Regions from separate parts of the Mus musculus genome. Here region 1 is linked to region 2. A link is a contact called in public HiChIP or PLAC-seq data. All regions are on one chromosome and are shown on one strand. Each heading gives the region's core, a stretch centred on a gene start, on an enhancer-like site or on the middle of the called end of the contact. The rest is flanking DNA. Distances are from core to core; before and after follow the strand shown.

Region 1 (3,208 bases), core at 280-2,779, 70 kb before region 2:
GGAGTAGGAGTGGGGGTTGGGAGAGACTTTCTGGCCTCTGCCCCAGACCTGTAGAATTCAGTCTGGAACTGGTTAGCTTCTGAGGAAAAAAAGGAGATGTGGGAACACCACCCACCCTCCCCCTGAGGCCAGCAGAGTGAATAGAACAGAGGCCCCTTAGCCTGCCCATCCACCCAGGCCTCACCACCCTACCTAAAACCACAGTGTGGGCCTAATCCCTACCTTCAAGAACAACTTAGAAAATTTGGAGAAACTGAAGAAATAAGTTTTATTTCCACCCACTCATGCTCACCCTGTAGCATTGGGTGAAGCAGTGGGAAGGCACTTCCTAGATGCTAATCCCAGGCTGCTTATCAGCAGTGAGTAGTACTTGCTGTTCACCCTGGCCTGTTAGACACCCACTGCAGAGAAAGTAAAGGACCACCTGTCTGGCTGAGCCTCCCCCCCCCCCCTGGTTTGGTGAGGTCCCCAGGCCATTGCTGGCTCAGCAGCGGGGGCCTTCTCTGCTCTTTGTTCCTGGAACTTGGTAGAGTGTCTGTTTTTGCTCAGCGGTTGCATCAGAAAGGACAAGTTCTGCCTGCCCTGCCTTGTGACTTTCCCGGGTCTGTCTCCAAGCCTTCTCCAGCCTGACCCGAGAGAATTTCCATCAGCCCTAGGGGCCAGTGGCCACAGCCCTCACTGGCTCTCTTGAGGCCTGGACAGCCCAGACAAAGCAGTAGCTCCCACTGTTATGGCCCAGAAAAACACTTGGTCAGGAGCCAAGGCTCTTGACAGCTGAGCAGTATGTCCCCTTGCTGACTCCTGAGACACTCTGTCCCCTGGCTGTACAAAGCACCATTTCTGGGAAGGCCAGTGAGCAGCTTTTCAGAGCTCACTGTGGTTCTGGCCACCCTGCCACCCCACCGTAGACACCAGTCTGAGGGTCTGAGGCTGGAGAGCAGAAAACATCTCTATCTTTCCTCATCCCGAGGCCCCTGGCTCTGTTCCCCAGGACGCTCATCTGCCTTTCCTTAGCACCTCTTCATAGACTTTCTTCCAGCATCCAGAGGCTCCAGATCAAAGCTGAAGAAGCACACAAAGTTATCTTCCTAGGACCCTTTGGCCTTCACAGTCCAAAGCCACTCAGGGCCCAAGCCCTGCAGTCTAACAGATGTCCCTCTAGGGTAAACTTAGATCCTGCGACTGGGGACTTTCTAGCCTTTTCCTTCCTCGTGCTAGTGCTGACTCAAACATCCTGGCAGTCTCCTGCCAGCCCACACTAGACACACTAGTACTGCCCGGGAGTGAATTTTAGAGAAAGACTTGAGGGATCAAGCCAGCCTATGAAAGAAAACAGGTAAAAGCTAATCCTGGATTAACTGGAGGCTGGGCCAGGGCTGAGACTGGGCCCACCTCCAAGGTCAGAAATGGGGGAGGAGCAAGGGGAGGGACTGGGCCCTGGGTGGAAGGCACAGACTGGATTTGTTTGGAAGGGTGGAGCATGGGGTTGAATATTTTCTGGGTAGGTAAGAGTTAAATCCTTCTGGGCCTCAGTCACTGGTCTTTCTCCCCTCCTGAACTTTCTCCTCTCCAGCCCTGGAGCCATCGAGCTGAGCCAGCTGAGTCCTGCAGTATTCCCCATGGCCTGCCTGAGTCCCTCACAACTCAAGAAGGTAGGGGCCCGTGGTTTGGAGGGTGCAGACCTCTAGTGACCTTTGAACTACCTCTGACATTTCACAAAGGAGAGAAAGATCCCTGCATATCAACCCTAATTTCTGCGAACAAAGCCCAAGAGGGCCAGGTCACAACACCACCTCCCCAGGTGCCATCTCCCCGGTCAGATACAGTGGGGGTTGGGGCTAGGAGGTAGAGAAACCACAATTCAGATTATCTAATCCAGCTAGCCCCAGGGGCCTGTTGATGAAGGCCTGGATAGGGCAGGCCAGTAGCTAGGTCAGCTCATTATGAAAGCCTACCATACAGGGGGTGGACTACGCACACTTTAAGTTAACCACCCCCAATCTCATATGCCAGGACTGTTAATGTATTAGATCTAGCCGAGGATCTTTGTTTCAAAGTCCCTCCTGGAGCTGTGGTTGGGGCTTAGCAGTTGAGTGCTTGCTTTAGGCTCCAAGATTTGATCCCAACACTCACAACACATACAGAAACACACACCACCACCACACACACCCCACACACACACACATACCACACACACCATATGCATACCACATACACATCAAAACACATACACAAACACATCACACATATCACCACACATAAACACGGCACACTCCACAATACATAAACACACACATACAAACAGACTACACACACACCAACACACATACATATACCACTATTACCACCACCACACACACCACACATCATGCATACACAGACACTCACACCACACACACACACACCATACTCACACACACATCCCATACAAATGCACACACACATACCGCACACACTCACATACAAACACATACATATGCATGCACACACCACACACACACACTCACACACAAATGCACCCATGTGCACATACACACAGAGACACATACATAAAAGCACACACATACCACACAGACAAACACTCATCACCCAACCCACACGCACTCACACAGACCTACTCTCTTTTGACAGCTGCCACTGCTGCCACAGTTCCCAAATTTGTCTGTGACTAAATATGTAGTGGAAGTCTGTCTGTCTTTTCCTTCTGTCTCACAGGCTATCTTTTGAGGGACAAAGCCCCATGTCAGTATTTTTTTGTACAGTTTGTGCTGAACTTTTGTTCAGTTTTTATGATTTCAAGCATGGAGGGCCTCCCTGTGTTAACCCTGAGTGATGGTTTGTTGCTCTGGCCTAGAACTCAGTCTGTAGAGCAGACTGCCCTTCAGCTCACAGAGCTCTGTCTGCCTCTGCTTCCTAAGTGCTGGGGTTAAAGGCATGGGCCACCATGCCTGGCCACGCTTACATCCTTGCTTTCTGTCCCTTACTGTGTTGGTTCTGTTTGTTTTCAGTGCTGGGAACAGGAGCCAGTCCTTGTACATGCTAGCAAGCAGTCAGCTTCTGAGAGGCGACCCAGTCACACACGTAATGTGCCTCAGCACCTTAGGCTAGCCTCAGAATAAAGAGACTTGGGGCAAAGTCAGAATCAGGCATCTGTGTTCACAGCCCCTAGCCTTCCCCACACTCACTCAGGAGAAAGAAAGCCAGCAAG
Region 2 (3,297 bases), core at 501-3,000:
AAATTCTCTGCAGCTGGCAGTCACACCCTGCCAGACCACAAGGCAAATCAAAGTCAGCTGCTGTGGACGGTCTGAAGCAGCCCTGTGTCCCACACCTGGGATTAAACTGAAAGCACATTATTAAATATTTCTGTGATTTGTGTTTTTTTGTTTTGTTTTTTTCGAGACAGGGTTTCTCTGTGTAGCCCTGGCTGCCCTGGAACTCACTCTGTAGACCAGGCTGGCCTAGAACTCAGAAATCCACCTGCCTCTGCCTCCCAAGTGCTGGGATTAAAGACGTGCACCACCACTGCCCAGCAATTTCTGTGTTTTTTTAAAGAAATCAAAACTCTAGAATTATCACTACAGGATATAGCAATGAATAAGCAGGGAAGGCCTGGTCACAAAGTGAGGACAGCGCAAGAAAGATGACCCATAGAACCCGCTAACTGTGCTCCTAGAGCCTCACAGAGACTCTCTGACTTGCTTGGCTTGTACAGCCTAATTTTGAGGGTTTGTTCTTAGTCTTACAGTAACTCATTCTGATGGGTTAACTTGATATCCCTGGGAGGTCCATTCTTTTCTTTTTTAATGGAAATGTAGGAAGGGGACTGGGAGGAGTGAAGGGAGGGGAAACTGCTGTTTGACTCAAAGTGTCAGAGAAGGGGTGGGGAGGCTGGGAGGGGTGTTAACTGTGGTGGCAGAGGCAGCTGGATCTTTGAGTTTGAGGCCTAGCCTGGTCTACAAAGTCAGTTACTAGACAGCCAGGCTACACAGAGACACTGTGTATTGAGAGAGGGGTGGGGGCAGATAAGGGCTTGAGGTCAGTTGTAAACTCGCAGATGAAACTGTAAGGGGGTTGTACTTGATGATAATGGCAAGGACGATGATGTGATAGCTAACACATGACATAAGAGTAGCCATGGTGGCCTCTGAGAAGTAATGCCAGACACCTGAGTATGTAAGATGCCTTGGGCAGAGAGCATGTCGGCATGAAGTCTAGGCAGATGAGACTGCAGGCGTTGAGTGCAGGAGAAAGCACTTGGTATGTTCAGAGCCATCGATGAGTGGGTGTGGTTATTAGCACATGCTAACAGGGAAGCTGGAGCACAGAGGACCATGGGTTAGCCACAGCCTGCATAACAACATGGTGAGACCACTTTCAAAGAAACGAAAAGGAGGAGGTTGTAGGGAGGGCTGGGCTAGAGGGAGCCCAGGTGGGGCTGAAGGTCCTACAGCAGGTGACCTTCTTGTCCCTGGGAAGCCTGAGCAGAATGCGGAGCACAGGAAGGATGGATGGAGTTCCGATTGGGAATGGCCTCATGAAGCCCTTCACTTCTTGGTTCTTAAAGTCTGTCTTGAGCATAATCCTTCTCCCGCCCATTGCAGGCAGACGTCATGCACTTGACTGACATGGCAGTGCGGCGCCAGCTGTTTCTTGATGTGCTTGATGGGACCAAAGCATTAGTAAGTATGCCCGGGAGTTCCCCTTTCCTGAAGGTCACACAGGGAGCTCTCAGTGCTCAAAGGGCGGTCAGTCAGTGCTCAGGTGGCCTGGAGGTGAGGCTCAGTGATAAAGAGGTGCCCCAGCTCCTTGCTCCTGGGAGAAGTCAGGGTTAGGTGAGGAGGGCCTGTGTGTCTATCTGTGCAGTGGAGGCTGCTTCTAAGCAGCCAGACTCCTGACTGCTCTGCCGCTCCTCCCCTCAGCTCCTTGTGGCAGCATCTGTGAACTGCCTCCGGCTGGGCTCCATGATGTGCACCCTGCTGCTTATCCTCCTACGCCAGTGGAAGAGGTGAGTGCTGGGACGAGAGCTGGCCGCCCGAGGCTCCATCTGCCTCAGCACTGCCTGCCCACCCTTCCTCACCCAGACCGTCTAGTATACTTCACAGAAAATGGAGCAACTCGGCAGACAAGCCTGCAGTGAGGGAGACTGCCTGTGGCTTCTGAGGGGCACTGGGGACACTGAGTGAGGCATGCTGCTGCCTTGGTCTTTCAGAGAGCTGGGTGCTGTGGAGAAAATCCTTGGGCCCTTGACAGAGATCCTGGAAGGGGTGCTTCAGGCAGACCAGCAGCTCATGGAAAAGACCAAGGCCAAGGTGTTCTCTGCATTCATCACAGTGTTACAGATGAAGGAGCTGCGAGGTGAGCCCCAGCTCCAACTGGGCCGTGGGATTTTTACACCGGGAGTGCTTTATTTCCCACTACCCCTTCCCCTTCCTCTTGGTACTCTACTGCCTTTCGTCAGAATGGCCCACCTGTGTGACAGCACCCTCTCATCTGTTCTGCAGTCGGTGATATCCCCCAGTACTCCCAGCTGGTGCTGAACGTCTGTGAGACTCTCCAAGAAGAGGTGATTGCACTCTTTGATCAGACCCGCCACAGCCTGGCATCCGACAGCGCTGCCGAGGACAAGGACAGCATGGAGACAGATGACTGCCCTCGGCCCCGGCACAAGGACCAGCGTGATGGGGTGAGGGGACATCAGCAGGCTGTCTGACAGCACACAGGCTGTACTCAAGGCTGCCACCACCCTGGGGGAGGACGGGAAGGTGGGAGCCTGTGGGCGCAGGCTTTGAGGGAAGCCCTGGGAGAGGCATGGCTCTCAGCCATTTCAGCAGAGCTAGTCAGGCAGGCATCGTGTGCCGGGAAGATCGGGTGGACCGTGGAAGGTGTGAGCAGCTTCAGGTCAGCATCTGCTGTGTTCTGATCCCTGGTTGGTGTGAGCAGAGTGAGGGCAGGGGTGGGCTAGAGAGGGTTGCTTTATAGGGCAGGCATGGGCTCTTTAACCTAAGGGCTCACTCTAGAAGAGATAATGGATACACTATAGAACAGTCTTTTCTCTGGTGAGGGCAGGACTTAAGACAGGGTTTCTCTGTGTAACAGCCCTGGCTGTCCTTTGTAGACCAGGCTGACTTAAAACCTATAGAGATCTGCTGCCCTCTTGCCTCTGCCTCTGTTTCCTCCACCCAAAAGCTGGGATTAAAGGCATGCTCTACTATGCCTGACTAGAGCAATGTTTTCTACTACCAGCCTTTTCCTTTTTATTTATTTTTTATTTATTTATTTTTTTTTAGAGGTAGTCCTACTTTGTAGCCCAGGCTAGCCTCTAACTTCCTGCCTATTCTAAAAAGAATTTCGGGTATGTTTTGTATGATGTGAAAGCAAGTACTATTAGTGGGAAACAATAAGTACGTTTATGCTGGGGCATAGTCTTATTAAGTGTCTTGGTATGAATTGTAGTCACATAGAAGTGCATATTGTCTTCCTCTGTCGGTCTCTACTAACTCCTCTGAAGTAGAGTCTCTTCCTGAACCTGG

Evidence for each region. HiChIP or PLAC-seq counts read pairs in DNA pulled down with a chosen protein or histone mark.
Region 1: a contact with region 2 is called in an H3K27ac HiChIP or PLAC-seq map of embryonic stem cells, with 9 read pairs. The contact joins the promoter of Phyhd1 here to the enhancer-like site in region 2. A contact is called at or near these places in 1 of 39 promoter capture datasets (macrophages), 1 of 484 Hi-C or Micro-C datasets (nephron progenitors), 1 of 115 datasets of contacts at active chromatin or transcription factors (embryonic stem cells) and 3 of 9 other capture datasets (adipose tissue, liver and pancreatic islet).

Annotation. Positions count from the first base shown.
Region 1 is chr2:30,265,290-30,268,497 of GRCm38.p6, forward strand. It overlaps Phyhd1 (phytanoyl-CoA dioxygenase domain containing 1), which reads left to right and starts at 1,530. Exons shown (of 11, transcript NM_001252570.1): 1 at 1,530-1,652. The coding sequence starts at 1,620.
Region 2 is chr2:30,334,956-30,338,252 of GRCm38.p6, forward strand. It overlaps Nup188 (nucleoporin 188), which reads left to right. Exons shown (of 44, transcript NM_198304.3): 31 at 1,369-1,446; 32 at 1,687-1,772; 33 at 1,977-2,122; 34 at 2,269-2,450. Among named protein-coding and RNA genes, the nearest start is that of Sh3glb2, 23 kb to the right of the region's middle. Within about 2 kb of position 1,751, at least 21 of the 459 cell types and tissues checked have an H3K27ac peak or open chromatin away from gene starts, as enhancers often do. A contact at or near this core is called in embryonic stem cells, where this site is marked.